Linked DNA regions of Mus musculus: regions 1, 2 and 3 are each linked to region 4. A link is a contact called in public Hi-C, Micro-C and promoter capture Hi-C data. All regions are on one chromosome and are shown on one strand. The core of a region is the stretch at or near the end of the contact, and the rest is flanking DNA. Distances in the headings are between cores, read along the strand shown. Region 1 overlaps Gm41271 (a long non-coding RNA gene). Region 2 has its middle 42 kb from the start of Sub1. Region 3 has its middle 45 kb from the start of Gm34501. Region 4 holds the start of Npr3 (natriuretic peptide receptor 3).

Region 1 (3,667 bases), core at 958-3,457, 210 kb before region 4:
CACCTACAAGCCTGTGTGCTCCTTGGGTGGCCATCTGCACTGGCGGATTTATCTCACTGATGGGAAAGAGCCAAAGAATTCCTAGGAAGAGCTGTAAACTCTGAAGACACTGGCACGTGTAGGCAGCAGCATTATAGGATGTACCAGCTACCTATGTTACCGGTCTCACACTTAAGTTATTGAATGAGCACACTGAAGTGCTGTCAGAAACAAGAAAAAGAATTATTTGCTCTGTTTTGTCTTGTTTCGTTTGAGACAGAGACTTGCTATATAGCCCAGGCTGGTTCCAAACTTGTAATAATGGTCATGTCTCAGCCCCCCAAATACTAAGGATTACAGACCACAAACACCATGCCTGCCTCAACAAATTAATTCTAGACAACCAGAATTTGAGATATTTATGTCACCCTTCCAACCCTTAAAAACTGACTGCCGAACACTAAGTATATTAGCACAGGTCAAAATTATTAAATTAACAACAGAATATAATTTTATCTGAGCTTTAGCTAAGGAAATAAAAACAAGTTCATGCGATCTTCAAGTTGGAAGGGAATGTAGTCTCTCGTCCTCCAAAATATCCAAGTTTTACAAAACTATATAAATAATAATGTTAAGAAATGTTTCCTACAAAAGCCTTTGGAGGTTCCACCTTGAATCCAGGGTCTCAGATTCAACCCCAAGCCTCTGACATTGAAAAATGCCAATTCCCACAGGGTAAAAGACACTAGGCAAAGTGTCCCAGTCTAGGGAGCTGGGGAGATGGCTCAGTGGTTAAAGTTCAAGTTTCACCTCGAACCTTCACATGCTCACGAGTTTATGTACACACATACACAGTTTTATCTTTTAATTACTATTGTAAGCATTTGAATGTTTTGACTGCGTGTGTGTCTGTGCACCCCTTGCAGGCTTGGTGCCCGTGGAAGCTGGAGGATCTTTGATCCTCTGGAACTGGAATAGCAGGAGCCTGCGAGCTGCCATACAGATACGAGGAGTTGAATCTGGGTCCTCTGGAAGAGCAGCCAGTGTTCTTAACTGCTGAGCCCTCTCATCACCCCTTAACCTATACTTGTTTAAACACCCTCAAGAGATTTCACTCAGTCCTCTGTGCTTTTGATAAAAGGTTATTTTGCTTTGTTTTCATACTATCTCCTTTAACTTTAAAATCGGAATACCTCACTAGCATGAATTAGGAATTTTTAAAAAAATTTTATTGATTATATTGGTCCATGTCCCCACTGCTAAGAGCCAAACATAAGACACAATGCTCATAGATACCATTGGTAGCCATCCAAAATGATTGTAGATGCAACAGTCCCTGCATGCGTTAGTCACATTTGTCTAGTTCTAACCAACACTTCTGAGAGAACAGCTTAAAAGAGGAAAAATCATTTAGTCCACGATGCTTCTTTATTATCCTACAGTGCATACACAACCACACAGGTTATAAAGAGCTGCCAACCAGCGGCAGGGCAACTTTCCCTGCTGCTGTTTAAGTGCTTCGGGCTCTGCTGACTACATATGGGCAGCCTAATGCATTTGCAGCACTTGGTACATTGTAACAGCCACATGCATTTGTTGTTCAACTCTGTGTGTGTGTGTGTGTGTGTGTGTGTGTGTGTGTGTGTAAGGGAGAGAGGGAGAAAGAAAGAGAGAGAGAGAGAAAATATAGAGTCAGAGAGACAGAGAGAGAAGAAAAGAAGAAAAAAAGCAAGATTAGGTCTTTGTAGCTCAGTTAACTGTAAGATTCTTTGCTACAGCCTGTCTAACCTACTTGGCAAACTCCAGATCACTGAGAGACCATGTCTTAAGAAAAAAAGAAATGTAAAGGAAGAAAGAACAAAGGAAAGGAAAAATAGACAATCCTAAGGAATGACACATCGGAGGTTGTCCTCTGTATGCAAATACGCATATGCCCCCATACACACACATGCACACATGCACACCCATGCATGAGTGCACACACAAACACACACACACACACACAGAGACATGCATAAAATAAAAGGAAAATTGACTCACTTTAAGGGAACCATTTGGGATAAATCTTGCTTTTTATTGGGCCTTTACCTTTGCCTTTAGAAATAGAATCCAACATGTTTTGTCAGAACAAGTTCACACATCAGCTACTCAGCACACCGCAGGAGAGCAGACACTCTCAAGAGAAAGTAGTCACTCAAAGGAGGGCCTGTTGCTCGTCTGCATGCTTCTCTCACCATAGATACTTAAGGAAACAAAAACAAAAATAAAAAGCAATCACCACAAGCTATCACAGCACAGTTTGCTGAGTCACTGGGCTGAGATAATTTTTTTGCCTTGTTTATTTCCAGAGGTCTGTTGTTTTTTAATAGGGCCATTCCCTTTTGAGTCTAAGCTGGAGATTTTTTTTTTTTTTTTTTTTTTTGCTCACTGATACATTCAAAGCTTTGGCTCTGTTGAAATGTAGTTTGCTGTCAGAGACACAGAGAGCCTGACAAAGAGCACACAACTTAAAGGAACTGAGACACCCATCATAGACACACACACACAAAGGAAGCACGTACTGAAGATATCACAAAGGAGTTTGAAACTCGAGATCAAAGCACTAGTATCCCCCAGTGAGACGCTGTTTGATTTGGGCTCATCACTAAATATTTCTAATCTTCAGTTCTCCCACCTGGGAAATAAAATGAAAATGGATGTCCTTGCATCATTGTTAGTCATTGTCAAGAGGCAGCAGTGAGATCATGTCTGGGAAAACACTGAAATTATCAATTGCTTTTTTGGCTAAAGAAGGATGTGTTCCCTCTGGAATCATCCCAGAGCTCTTAAAATGCTAAGGTACCGAAGAACTCAAATCAGCCTTCTGCTTGGTCCTCGGAGACTTGAGTTTTCTGCAAGCAACTCAAAAAAATTAGCACTTGCACTGAAAATGAAATCTAATTTTAAGAAATACCAGAATTTATTAGGTTGTTGGTAGCCAGGGGTGTTTCCTCTTTCAAAATAACTATAACACAAGCAGCATCTACTCCTAGAAGTCACTCCAGTGTCCCAGACGCAAAGTCCACAGCTTTTTCGTTTCCTGAGTTTGTTACAGTTTGATCAATTGATTTAGATGTTGTCCTTCTCAATCTTCCTGCACATTGTCTGTCTGGTCCAAATCACAGGCTCCTATTCACTTCTCTCCCTTCAGGCTGGGCCTTCCGAGCCCCAGCAATTCATTAAGCAGAGCTACTGCAGCCTCATAACAACATAATGAGTGATGCTTTGAAAGCTAGATATTGCCATATGGTTAGAATCATAAAATCACATCAACACTGACCTCAGAAATTATATTCTTTATTGATTTATGATATTTTAATTGTATGCATCTCATATACAGTCAAATATCTATTAAAAGACCACTTGTGAAATAGAATCTGTCTAGGCAGCTAGGGCAGGGGTAGGAGCTATAGTCCTCATTCATTATACTGCTCGTTTCTTCAGTAGAGTCCGAGATTCCTGTGGGACATCTGAAAATCACTCACAGTGATCTAGCCTCCCATGCAGGGCTTCAGTCTCATCCGGATGACCTGCCATTGTGGTGGTGGGTCAGCCTTTCAGCATGTCCCATGATGCTCAATCTCCCGAAGGCCATCTTTGTGAGGAGAAGCTAAGCTGTTGACTTAGAAAGTTTACTTCTTTATCTTTT
Region 2 (3,650 bases), core at 145-2,644, 130 kb after region 4:
AAACTCAACATTTCCCTTTACTTAATGACTCCCAGAACTTAGGGGGCAGAAGCGCTAGATTTCTGTGAGTTCTAAGGCCAGCCTGTTCTACAGAGTGAGTTCCAGAACAGCCGGGGCTACACAGAGAAACCCTGTCTCAAAAAAAAAAAAAACAAAAAAAACCAAAACCAAAACCAAAACCAAAACCAAAACCAAAACCAAAACCAAAAACCAAAAACCAAAAAACAAAACAAACAAACAACAAAAAACATCCTTCTTAGCTCTCTGTGGTAGTGCACAGCTTTAACCCTAGCACTCTGGAGGCAGAGACAAGCAGATCTCTGTGAGTTTTAGGACAGCCAGAGCTACACAGAGAAACCCTGTCTCAAACAAACAAACAAACAACCCCCCCCAAAAAAACAAAAAAACAGAAACAAAAAAAAATAAAATAAAACAGCTCCCTTCTTTACTTAGTAGCCACAAGTTTGCTTCATCCTGACTTGTAGCTTTGTTTCTGCTGCTGAGATTAAAATACCCTGACAAATTGAGACTGGGGGGGGGGGGGGCAAGTATGTTCTTTAGCTCACCGTTCAGGTCACAGCCCACCCTTACGGTGAAGACACCGCTGCAGGAGCTTGAGACAACTGGCTGGCCACATCTCAGGCAGGCAGGCAGAGAGAAACGAATGCACACATGTTCAGCTTCCTAGTGCTCAAGGAGATTTCTCTGCTCCTCCACAGTTCAGGGCCACCCCCACCCCCTCCACACCCACCACCTCTACTCCTCCACCCTCACCTAGGACATAGTGCTACTCACAATCCCCACAGACATGGCCACAGGCCAACTCAGTGTGGGCAGTGCCTTGCTGAGATGCCTTTACCAAATGATTATAGACTGTGGCAATTGGACAGTTAAAGCTAAGGATCTCACAGACTCAGTCGGGATTCTTTCCTGAAGCATAAGCCAAGATCCGATCCAGCAACGCCTGGGTGACAACAGTGAGCTCCGTCTCCCACTGCTACTTTGGGGTCTAATCTGGGACCCTCTGAAGCTTTGTTGACTGGTGCAATTGGCCTTCTGGATCCAACCAAGTAAGATAAAAGGACTAAGAAGCTCGGTGATGTTTTGAATCTTGTCCTCTCAGGTCAGCTAAAGCCCAGAGGACAACCAGCCTCTCTAGGATGGTGCTACAGCTCTCGTAAATTAAGGAAATCCGAGGAAAGGTACCCCAGTGGCTAGAGGCTGATGCAACACGGGACTGCACGACAGTAAGACACCATGTGACCACTCAAACTCAAACAGTGAAGACACAGGAGAGCTCCAAACCTGCTGGGACCAGCAAGGCTGTGACAGTGTTAACTGTCCTTTGTTTCACTATAAAGGCTTCCCTGCACCAGGAGTTGAGCAATATGCAAGCTTGTTCAGAAAACCTGGGGAGGTCGGTGCAGGAATGGAAGCAGAAGCCACGGAGGAACACTGCCCCCTGGCTTACTCGGGTAACTTGTTTAGCTTACTTTGTGATACAACCAAGAACCTCCAGTCCAGGTACAGTACCACTCCTGATGGGTTTCCTCCTCCCTCTCCCCCTTCAGGTAAGATCATTCAGGTTAGAGCATAGAGGAGGAGCGAACCCATTCTTGGAATTTTCCCCACTTTTTCCTACGTTAATTCACGAATGATCCTCCCCTCAGTTAAAATGAGTTCATAAAGTGGGCCGTCCGAGATCCAGCTCACTTCTTAAGAGCACATGCCTGCTTCTTGCATTTCATGTATGCTACCATTAATTGTCTTAATAAAATTCCACGTTTCTATTGGCTTAATCAGCTTCTTCTCCACTTAATACCGCCTGGCTTTTGGCAGGGAGGTAAGACAGCATCTGAGTCTGTAGCTCAGGCTAGCTTAAAACTCACTGTGTAGCCTAGGCTCACCCCAGACTTGTAGCTATCCTCCTGCCTCAGCTTCCCACATACTGGGACTTCAGATGTGAGCCATGATACCTGACAGTAGCCCAACTCTGCAACAGCAAAAATAGCTGGTAGAGCAGCTGTTCAGAAGCCAATGGTGTGGTTATCTGGGTTTGATTCTCTCTCTCTCTCTCTCTCTCTCTCTCTCTCTCTCTCTCTCTCTCTCTCTCTCTCTTTCTGTTGTTTTTGTTGTTTGTTTGTTTGTCGAGACAGGGTTTCTCTGTGTAGCCCTGACTGTCCTGAAACTCACTCTGTAGGCCAGGCTGGCCTCAAACTCGGAAATCCGCCTGCCTCTGCCACTCAAGCGCTAGGATTAAAGACATGTGCCACCAGCCTGCTTCTCAGGGAAGCTGGGAGTCTTTATGGCAAGGAGCCCAGTTAGAAATGTAAAGCAACAAAACAAGAGAGAGGTTGGGGGCGGAGCCAGCAGGGGCGGAGCCAGCAGGGGGCGGAGCCAGCAGGGTCAAAGCAAGAGGGAGAAGGGAAGCGGGAAAGAGGGGGGAGGGGCGGTTGGGCATGGTGGGACATGCTTGTAAATCCAGTGCTTAAAGGACTGAAGCAGGAGGATTCTGAGTTCAAGAACAGCCTGGGCTGTACAGTGAGACCCTGACTCCAAAATAAAAATAACAGCAAAAATAAATAAAACAGCAGGGGAGCGGATAGTGAGACAGCGAGTGTGCCTAGGACAGGGTGTATATATAATCATCAAAGTTAAAATCAGGGCAGCCCTGGCAGCCAAGCACAGCGGTCCAATGAGTCCTGCTGATGGAGCTGAATTCATGACGCACCTTCGCCTGGTCTCCTGCCATGTTTCCGTTGAAGATTTATGTTTCCGTTGTTGTTGTTGTTGTTGTTGTTGTTAATAATTGGTGTGCAGGGGTAGCAGTAGCGCCTGCAATATACAAAAATGTCACAAGCTGGGCATGGTGGTCACACTTGTGATTTCAGCACAAAAGAGGCTGAGGCTGGAGGTTTTCTGTAAGGTTGAGGCTTGCCTGGATTACATGGTAAATTTCAGGCCAGCTTGGGCTACAGTTTGAGACCTTGTCTTAAATAACGAAAAGAGAGAAAGGAAAAGGAGGAGGGAGGGACAGAGGGAGGAGGGAGGGAAGGAGGAGGGGGGAGGGTGGTAGAGGGGAGGGAGGGAGGGACAGAGGGAGTTCTCCTTCTGCTGACTTCTGAGCCTGTTGTTGGAACATTAGTGCTCAGGGGACATTGAAACAGCACACTGCTCTAAGGGGAAACAAAACCATTCTTTACAATTTACTTGGTAACTCTGGGGGAAATTCCAAGGCTGATGGGTTTATTTCTCTCATGAGTTAAAACTGAAAGCCCCAACCCTTGGTGAAGAAGATGGAGCCTGCTGTGGCTGAGTTCTCTGTGTGGTAGGCTTCAGAGCCTCTCTCTCATCTGCATTGCTTCTCAGCGGACGAGAAGCCATCTTGAACAGCACCCGCAATTACCAATGCTATCTAGGCCCAGAGTGAATGCTGGTTGCCATGGCGCTGCTTTTAAAAGTTAAAATCAGGGCAGCACCGGCAGCCAAGCACATCCGTCCAATGAGTCCTGCTGGATGGAGCTGAATTCATGCCGCACCTTCGCCTGGTCTCCTGCCATGTCGAAGATTTATGTTTCCGTTGTTGTTGTTAATAATTGGTGTGCAGGGTGTTAATAATTCCTGTGCTGAAGCATTTTGTCACACTGTCA
Region 3 (3,666 bases), core at 573-3,072, 130 kb before region 4:
TGAAGTAGATAACCAAAATCCTTAGTCAAATGAGCATAGTGCAGTGAAGAAAAACAACTCGGAAAGAGACAAATAAATATGGAAATATTATATGATTGCACATTCTAGCCTAAAAACGGAAGATATGGTAGAGCATATTTCTAGATAAGCAAGGCCCCAAACTCCACAAGATAAGAAAAGGAATGGAGGGAGAGGAGGAAGGAAGGAGCAGAGAGGGAAAACTTAAATGCAACAGCTACATAGGTAGGAAATAGCTAGGAACTGTGGCTTATTTGGACTGATGAGTTGAGTAAGTTGTCTCTAAGATTATGGCCAAATACTGTGTGAGTAGAAGGCACATGAAATACTGTGTGAGTTGCAGGCACATGTTTGAGGAGAAGGCGAGCATCCCAGGCACAATGAACAGTAAATGCAAGATCGTCTGAGGAAGTACAAGCTTGGTTCACACTAAGAACAGAAAATATCCAAAAGGTGAAGAAACTTGTCAAGAGCAAGAAAAAGTGAAGTCATATAAGCACACAGAAGCCAAAGGTCATGTGCACTATCAAACAGGGCAACTAGATTGTATCTTATCCTAAGGTGGACTGGAAAATATTCCAAGGTCCTTCGCCTTATGATAAATGTTTTCCTCTTCTCATCTTTTATTATTATCTGCTTTCTTGCAGTAGAGTTTGTGTTGGGATCTTTTTGCCCCTTTCTTACAACACAGGATATATTCCCCATCCCCTGGAAGATAGAGTAGGTAATTTGACTCCATATTCAAAAGATTTGAATAGATTGACCTGCACAGAAGTCTTTGTCAAGACAAGACCCTAAACTCTCTCTTCTTCCTTTATGGCAGCCAAGGTTGCATACCCGAATGTTCCTCAGCTGGAAAAATGCTGAAGCCTTCTTCAGACTTGGCTCTTAAGTACAAAGCAGGCTCAAGAAACAAAATGATGTGCCTCAGTCACTGAGATATTGGGCTTGTTAACGGAGCACACCCTTTTGACTCTGATTAATATACCTCCAAAATGTTCTCTGGTGAAAAATAAGCTCTAAACCGACTCACTGCCAATCCCTAGAAATCAATTTTATAGACCCCGATGATTACTCCTACGATATAAATCCAATCAATATTCTTTCAGATCTTTGGTTTCTCTAAACATTTTTTTAATTCTCATTTCTCTTCCCAGACTCAGTCCCTAGCAGATATGAATCATTGTCAGCCCTTGCTAATAAATCAAAAAACCTAACATAACGTTCATGTGTTCTTATTCAGAAAGAGAAATACAACTCATTGTTTTCATTTTAAAGGTGGAGAGATGTCTTGCTCACAAGGAGCTGTCTTACAGTCTGGGAGAAGGATTTCACAAAGGAGACTAAGGCATGGAGATGCCAACACTACTTCTATACTCAAAACAATACCTAACACCCAAGGGAAGAACCGAACTCTTTTATCCTTTCTACTTCCCTTCTCAAATCCATAGACAAGGATACACATGTAATTTTTGCTAACACCCTTTAAGTTCATTACATTCATCCTATTTGTTTACAAATCCCCATCAATAAAGAAATCTTCTCCATCTACATTCTAATGGGATGCTTTGGCCAGGAGTAGATTGTCAATGGGACTTCTACACAAGACAAATAAGCTTAGGGGAAAAAAAAACTTAATTTCTTTCAAATGTTCTTCTTGGATCATGCTATTTCTTCCAGGCACAGCATTCTTTAAGCCATTTCCAATTCCTCTGATCAAACAGGCTCACTAATACCTGGGGCTTGGGCTCCTCCAAAAGATCTGCTTTACTAACCATCTGTTAAAGCTCCTCGGACATTTCTACTTAGTGAGACTCACGTGTCATCTGGAATGCATTTGCACCCTCTGAACCGTGTCTGAGACGTCTTATTGGATCAGCTTACCTCAATCACACATGATATTTTCAAACGTATTTTCTTTTCTACTTTTTTTTTGGAGAAATCAAAGTCTCACATTGTATCAGAACTATTTAAAAAGTTATGTATCTATAAAACAGACATAAAACGAGAGCCTTATTTTGAATTTAGCATCCTAAGCCTGAAGGATGCTGAAGGGATGTTAAGTAACCAAGAAAAACATCCATCACTAAAATGTTCAGGTAGAAATTTTTTTTCTGTTTTTTATTAGATATTTTCTTCATTTACATTTCAAATGCTATCCCCAAAGCTACCTATACCCTCTTCCCCTGCTGTTCACCTAACTAAGAACCACTCACAAATATCAAGATTATGAGCAGCTTCTGGTGTTCCCATTAACTGTGTGTTTATAGGAAAATGTATCCACATCATTTACTTTCATTGGAAAAAATATATTGTAATGGTCTTTGTCTATGATTGTCCTAAGAAAGGAGCCATGATTGGCTACCATGGTCTCTATTTAAATCAGTTAGCTCTTCTGTATGCCACTGCCAAAAAGTAGGAACACTGACTCCTCATTTATCACGTAAAAAACAATATATGTCCATGTACAACACAAGTATTTTGCACATTTACTATCGTTCCTAATATTGAATTGTACTGAGAGTATGAGTTCGTAGAATAAACACAATAGATAAATCTTTCAAAATCCTGTGTTCCTTCTTGAGGAATGAAGGGAATGTGGTGAATGCTTTCATGGATCACCCAGACTGTGTACCTTCATATCTTAGTATAAAGAACGCTCATGGGAGATGCATCATTTAATTCTCAGAACTCTGTGAAGCAGATTTTGGTTTTCCCATTTAGCAAATCTCAAGCTTACAATAACACAGTGACCTCCATAGGTAAGAGACACTTACCTAAAGCAGGAAGTTCACCACTAGAGCCTGAATCCAGATTCTAAGATTTTTCTCTTTGTATTTACCACTTCCCAAAGCCTGGGTGAACAAAGATGGCCACAAGTAACTTCAGAAAAAATATTCTCTTAAAATATTAAAGGAAGGAAATGCAGAGTAGAGATGTTTCTAACCATTCATCTATATAAATTCTTAACACTGTAAATGTCATGGTAGTCAGAAAACTTTTTACTGACAACTCTCATCAACAGCTACAAGCATATTTTATGTGCAATATTTGGTGTGTGTGTGTGTGTGTGTGTATTTGTGTCATATCTGTGTGTACATAAACAATAAATGCATGGGTGCCCTATAGTACACATACAGTAACTACAAACCTACCCTACTTCTAGTAGCATCAGAAATAGTAAAATACTAGACACCAAAACAATTGCACACCAGTTCAGTGCACCTACTGCTCTTCCAGAGGATCCAGGTTTGATTCCCAACATTTGCATACTGGTTCACAATCATATATACCTCTAGTCCTAGGGCATCTAATACCCTCTTCAGGCCTCCGCAGGCACTGCACATGTGATGCATAGATACTCATGCAGACAAAGTCACCTATTACACATTAAAAAATAAAAATAAAAATGAAGAGGAATCCTTAAATATAAAAAGTAAAATAGAAGAGTAAAACACTTAGGAATAAATTGATTGTGAGATAGGTATACTGAAACTAAAGAAATACTAGGGGAAAAATAATCTGGTGTTGGTGTTTATGGATTGGAAGAGTTTGAGCTGTCAAAAAGGCAATATTCCCAAAACAACCTACAGAACCACTCCTCTTTCTTCAACACAGCTGTTTTTGCAAAAATAGGAGTAAAATCAC
Region 4 (3,372 bases), core at 129-2,628:
CGGCGACGCACTTCTGGTGCTTGTATCGAAGCTTGTAAGACACTAGAAAGGGCATGGAAGGAATCTAAAAGGAAGGCTTTAAAAAGAGACCTAGGGTCAGTGGAAAGAGCAGCCAGGGGAGCCAGGAGATGCGTCCCAACCCCCAGCTAGTCAAGAAGCTGCGAGACTGCTGGGGCGTCCCCAGACGCTGTGGCCCTGCCAGGGGGCGCGCGACTGCAATGGACAGAGTAGGGAATTCCTGGAACTCACGGGACTCCGGAGCTGTCGAAGAGGGGGAAAACCCTTGGTGTTTAGCCACACCTGTCATACCTGGGATGGCGCTAGCAAGCGGCTCAGACGTTCCCTCGACTGGCCAGATCCACCTCCCCGAGACTGTGTAGGCACACCCCTTCCACCGCGATGGGCTATCCTCCACCCGTCCCTGGATCAGGCAGCTCACACTTGGACAAGCCCCCGCGCGACCTCCACGGGTCCTTGGGTTACGGGGAAGGGTGGGGTCTGCAGAAGATTGACTTGGTGGGGTTTGGGGGAGAGCCACTGAGAACCGCTGAGTCAGAGCCAAGGACCCCCCTGGTCCCGCTCCCGCTCACCTCGCTCGCTGCCTTGGATGTAGCGCACTATGTCGTCCAGGTCCAAGTCTTTGGTCTCGTCGAAATTGTAGGCAGACGTGTGCAACCCCTCCTCCTGAAAAACCTCGTGGACCCCCTCGAGGGTGAAATAACAGTTCCTCTCGAGTTTGTCGTCGCTGTAGACCAGGGCTGCACGGCTCCAGTGGTGGTGGCGAAACAGAGCGAGCATCATCTCTCCCATCTTGGCGTAGGCAGGCGCCACGCGCGTGAGGTGCGAGTATTCCGTGTCCTTGTGCTGGAAACCGGCGGCCAGCGCTCCTGCGGACAGCATCGGCAGGTCCCAGTGAGACGCCAGCCGAGCCACCGGCGCCGCCGCGTACTCGCACACGGGCCCCAGGATGAGATCCGGCTTGGCGCCGCGCGCCGCCGCCACGCGGTCCACAAGACTGAAGAGCGCGCGGTTGCCGCAGTCCGAGTCTTCGTAGGCCACCTGGAAGCGAGTGCCTGGCGGCAGCAGCTTCCTCCCGGTGCCATTGCCCTCCACGCTACGCAGCGCGTACTCGATGGCCGGCCTCACCCGGGCCAGCGAGAACAAGTACGAATCGTCCCGGGGCAATAGAACAAGCACCTCGATCTTTTGAGCCGCCAGCGCCTCTCTCGCCCGGCGCCTGCTGCCTGGCCGGGTGTCCCCGGCGCCGCTGCTCGCGCCGCCAGCCAGCAGCACCCGGGCCAGCAGCACGCACGCCGAGAAAGTGAACAGCAGCAAGGACCGCATCGTGTTGCCAGCAAGCGCTCGCCCTGGCCGCCGGCTCGCCCTCTGCCCCCCACCCACCCTGCCCTTTTCCTCCCAGCTCTTTTCTTTCCTCTGTCCCTGCGCCCCCTTGGGCGCTCCAAGAAAACAGAATACCCCCTTCAGTAACTCGCCAAAAGATAGGAAGATTCCTCTACAATGTCCCTAGGTTTAAAAAATAAAAAAAAAAATTTTAAAGCAAAGAAAGAAAGAAAAAAGTTCACAGAATGTAAACCTGTGCGTCTGTAATATACATATAGACTTATTATCAATATATATATTCTCCCTCCCTTTGCACATAGGCTATTTGGCTTAGAGGTGGCTTCTTATTTGGGCGTTGCTAAGGTTGCGTTTGAAGGCCTTATTTGTAAAAGAAAAAAAAAAGTTAAACTTGTCCAAGTGCTTGTAATTGACGGTGCACCTCCTTCGCGTTTGATCCCATTGATTCGCGCGGCTTTCTGGATCCATAGCCGGGGTTTAAATAGCGTGGCAGCGGCGCAGCGCGTTACCACACATGGCGCGCCGAGGCCGGGCTTGTCTCTGCAACGGGTGGGGTGGGTGGGGGTGGGGCGGGGTGGGGGCTGGGCTGGGGGAGCCTCTCATTAACATTCTTACATCAGGGCTCCTCCCCGCACCCCTGGCCTACTCGCGGTTGCCGGGTCCCTAAGCCCCACTAGTTGCCGGTGCTCAGATTTGGCCCAAAGCCGCAACCGCCCACGTCTACACCCGCGGGAGACCTCGCGGCACAGCGTTACTCTAAGGTCCCCGCCTCTCCCTGGCTCCGCTTTCTCCAACCCCAGGATTAAAAAAAAAAAAAAAAAAAAAAGTGTATATATGTTTGAAAGAAATGAGTGCGCGCACATACACAAAGCACACACTCATACACACACACTGCAAAAACGAAGGGGAAATGTTTCTCCAAATTGGTGGCTTCCTTGCAAAACTCCATAGACTCTCACCTCTTTTCTTGATCTGGCCACGTTCTGTCTGGGTGCGCCCAGTCCTGTCCCGCACCTGACCTTTCTGGTCCCTGGAGCAAGGTCGGGGAACAAGGAACAAGGTCCTGGTGCAGGAAAATTCATTTGCAGAGCTGGTAAGCCCATCTGGCCTGCACGGTGTCGCACCGCTCCTTCCCCCACCCGGCGTGGGTGCCCTCCTCCCTCTGGGCTGCTGGGACACGCTAGAATCACAGTGGGCGCAGCGTCACCGTGTCCCAGTGCGCAGCCCCTCCGCGGGGTCACTGAGACCAGAAAAGCGAAACTTGTTGCTTCCGATGTTGGATAAATGATTCCGCTCCAGGAAGTGTCGCGGAGCTTGAAAAGCATCACCCTAAGGTACTATTTGCTAAACCAGGCAACTAAAAGGGACTCCCGCTTCCCGGCCCCCCAGATCTTCCCCCAGAGAATCTTTAAGTACCTAAAAAGCAGTCTGCCAACCCCAGCGCTTCTGTTCCAGGATGCCCGATAGTCTAGGATGCCCAGAAAGGTCCTGCCCGGTAGACCCAGTCTTTCCACTGGTCACAGCTACCACAGCGATGCAGACGGAGTGGAAAGGATTGTGGAGAAGTCTCAGACCAGAGAGGCGCGTCTCTGAACCGAGCAGCTGCGCAGGTCCAGAGGGCCCTGCACCCTCTTTTCGTGGTCACGCAGCAAAGACATTTACGGCGAGAACAGGCTGTATTACACAAGGTAGTTCTGACACCAAAGTCTTGCAAATTAAAGTTAATTTAAAATGTTTCTAAATGTTCTTTCATTTGGCTGGGCGTCAGTGTGTGCTCCAATCTTAACTTAAACTTACGCCCTCTTTCGGCAGGATCTTGAACGCGATTCTTCACCCGCTGCCCCAGGCTGCTGCTGTTAAGTCATAGTTATTTCTTCTTCTTTTCTTCTTCTTCTTCTTCTTCTTCTTCTTCTTCTTCTTCTTCTTCTTCTTCTTCTTCTTCTTCTTCTTCTTCTTCTTCTTCTTCTTCTTCTTCTTCTTTTTCTTTCTTCTCTTCTCTTCTCCTTCTCCTCC

What was found. Promoter capture Hi-C pulls out the DNA fragments that hold promoters and counts their contacts. Hi-C and Micro-C count contacts between places; a contact is called where the count stands out from the background.
Region 1: a contact with region 4 is called in a Hi-C map of uterus, with 3 times the contacts expected there. The contact joins the enhancer-like site here to the promoter of Npr3 in region 4. A contact is called at or near these places in 8 of 39 promoter capture datasets (the 3T3-L1 cell line, cranial neural crest, embryonic stem cells and 3 more), 7 of 484 Hi-C or Micro-C datasets (the C2C12 cell line, embryonic stem cells, muscle stem cells and 3 more), 14 of 115 datasets of contacts at active chromatin or transcription factors (the NIH/3T3 cell line, craniofacial prominence, embryonic forebrain and 7 more) and 4 of 9 other capture datasets (adipose tissue, embryonic stem cells, liver and 1 more).
Region 2: a Micro-C map of embryonic stem cells shows a contact between it and region 4, with 3 times the contacts expected there. The contact joins the enhancer-like site here to the promoter of Npr3 in region 4. A contact is called at or near these places in 7 of 484 Hi-C or Micro-C datasets (bone marrow-derived macrophages and embryonic stem cells), 3 of 115 datasets of contacts at active chromatin or transcription factors (all in embryonic stem cells) and 2 of 9 other capture datasets (adipose tissue and liver).
Region 3: a contact with region 4 is called in a promoter capture Hi-C map of second pharyngeal arch cranial neural crest, with 2.3 times the contacts expected there. The contact joins the enhancer-like site here to the promoter of Npr3 in region 4. A contact is called at or near these places in 13 of 39 promoter capture datasets (the 3T3-L1 cell line, 3T3-L1-derived adipocytes, cranial neural crest and 8 more), 1 of 15 datasets of contacts at CTCF or cohesin (the NIH/3T3 cell line), 6 of 484 Hi-C or Micro-C datasets (astrocytes, dorsal root ganglion neurons, embryonic fibroblasts and 2 more), 10 of 115 datasets of contacts at active chromatin or transcription factors (the NIH/3T3 cell line, craniofacial prominence, embryonic limb bud and 6 more) and 3 of 9 other capture datasets (adipose tissue, embryonic stem cells and pancreatic islet).

The regions. Positions count from the first base shown.
Region 1 is chr15:11,694,739-11,698,405 of GRCm38.p6, forward strand. Gm41271 (a long non-coding RNA gene) reads right to left here. Exons shown (of 3, transcript XR_875039.1): 3 at 2,072-2,221. Among named protein-coding and RNA genes, the nearest start is that of Gm41271, 7.1 kb to the right of the region's middle. Within about 2 kb of position 2,208, at least 13 of the 459 cell types and tissues checked have an H3K27ac peak or open chromatin away from gene starts, as enhancers often do. A contact at or near this core is called in uterus, where this site is marked.
Region 2 is chr15:12,036,062-12,039,711 of GRCm38.p6, forward strand. No RefSeq gene overlaps it. Among named protein-coding and RNA genes, the nearest start is that of Sub1, 42 kb to the left of the region's middle. Within about 2 kb of position 1,395, at least 67 of the 459 cell types and tissues checked have an H3K27ac peak or open chromatin away from gene starts, as enhancers often do. A contact at or near this core is called in embryonic stem cells, where this site is marked.
Region 3 is chr15:11,773,094-11,776,759 of GRCm38.p6, forward strand. No RefSeq gene overlaps it. Among named protein-coding and RNA genes, the nearest start is that of Gm34501, 45 kb to the left of the region's middle. Within about 2 kb of position 1,823, at least 4 of the 459 cell types and tissues checked have an H3K27ac peak or open chromatin away from gene starts, as enhancers often do. A contact at or near this core is called in craniofacial prominence, embryonic limb bud and second pharyngeal arch cranial neural crest, where this site is marked.
Region 4 is chr15:11,904,296-11,907,667 of GRCm38.p6, forward strand. It overlaps Npr3 (natriuretic peptide receptor 3), which reads right to left and starts at 1,379. Exons shown (of 8, transcript NM_008728.2): 1 at 591-1,379. The coding sequence starts at 1,344. Gm5144 (predicted gene 5144) reads left to right here and starts at 2,230. Exons shown (of 2, transcript NR_131059.1): 1 at 2,230-2,693; 2 at 2,815-3,095.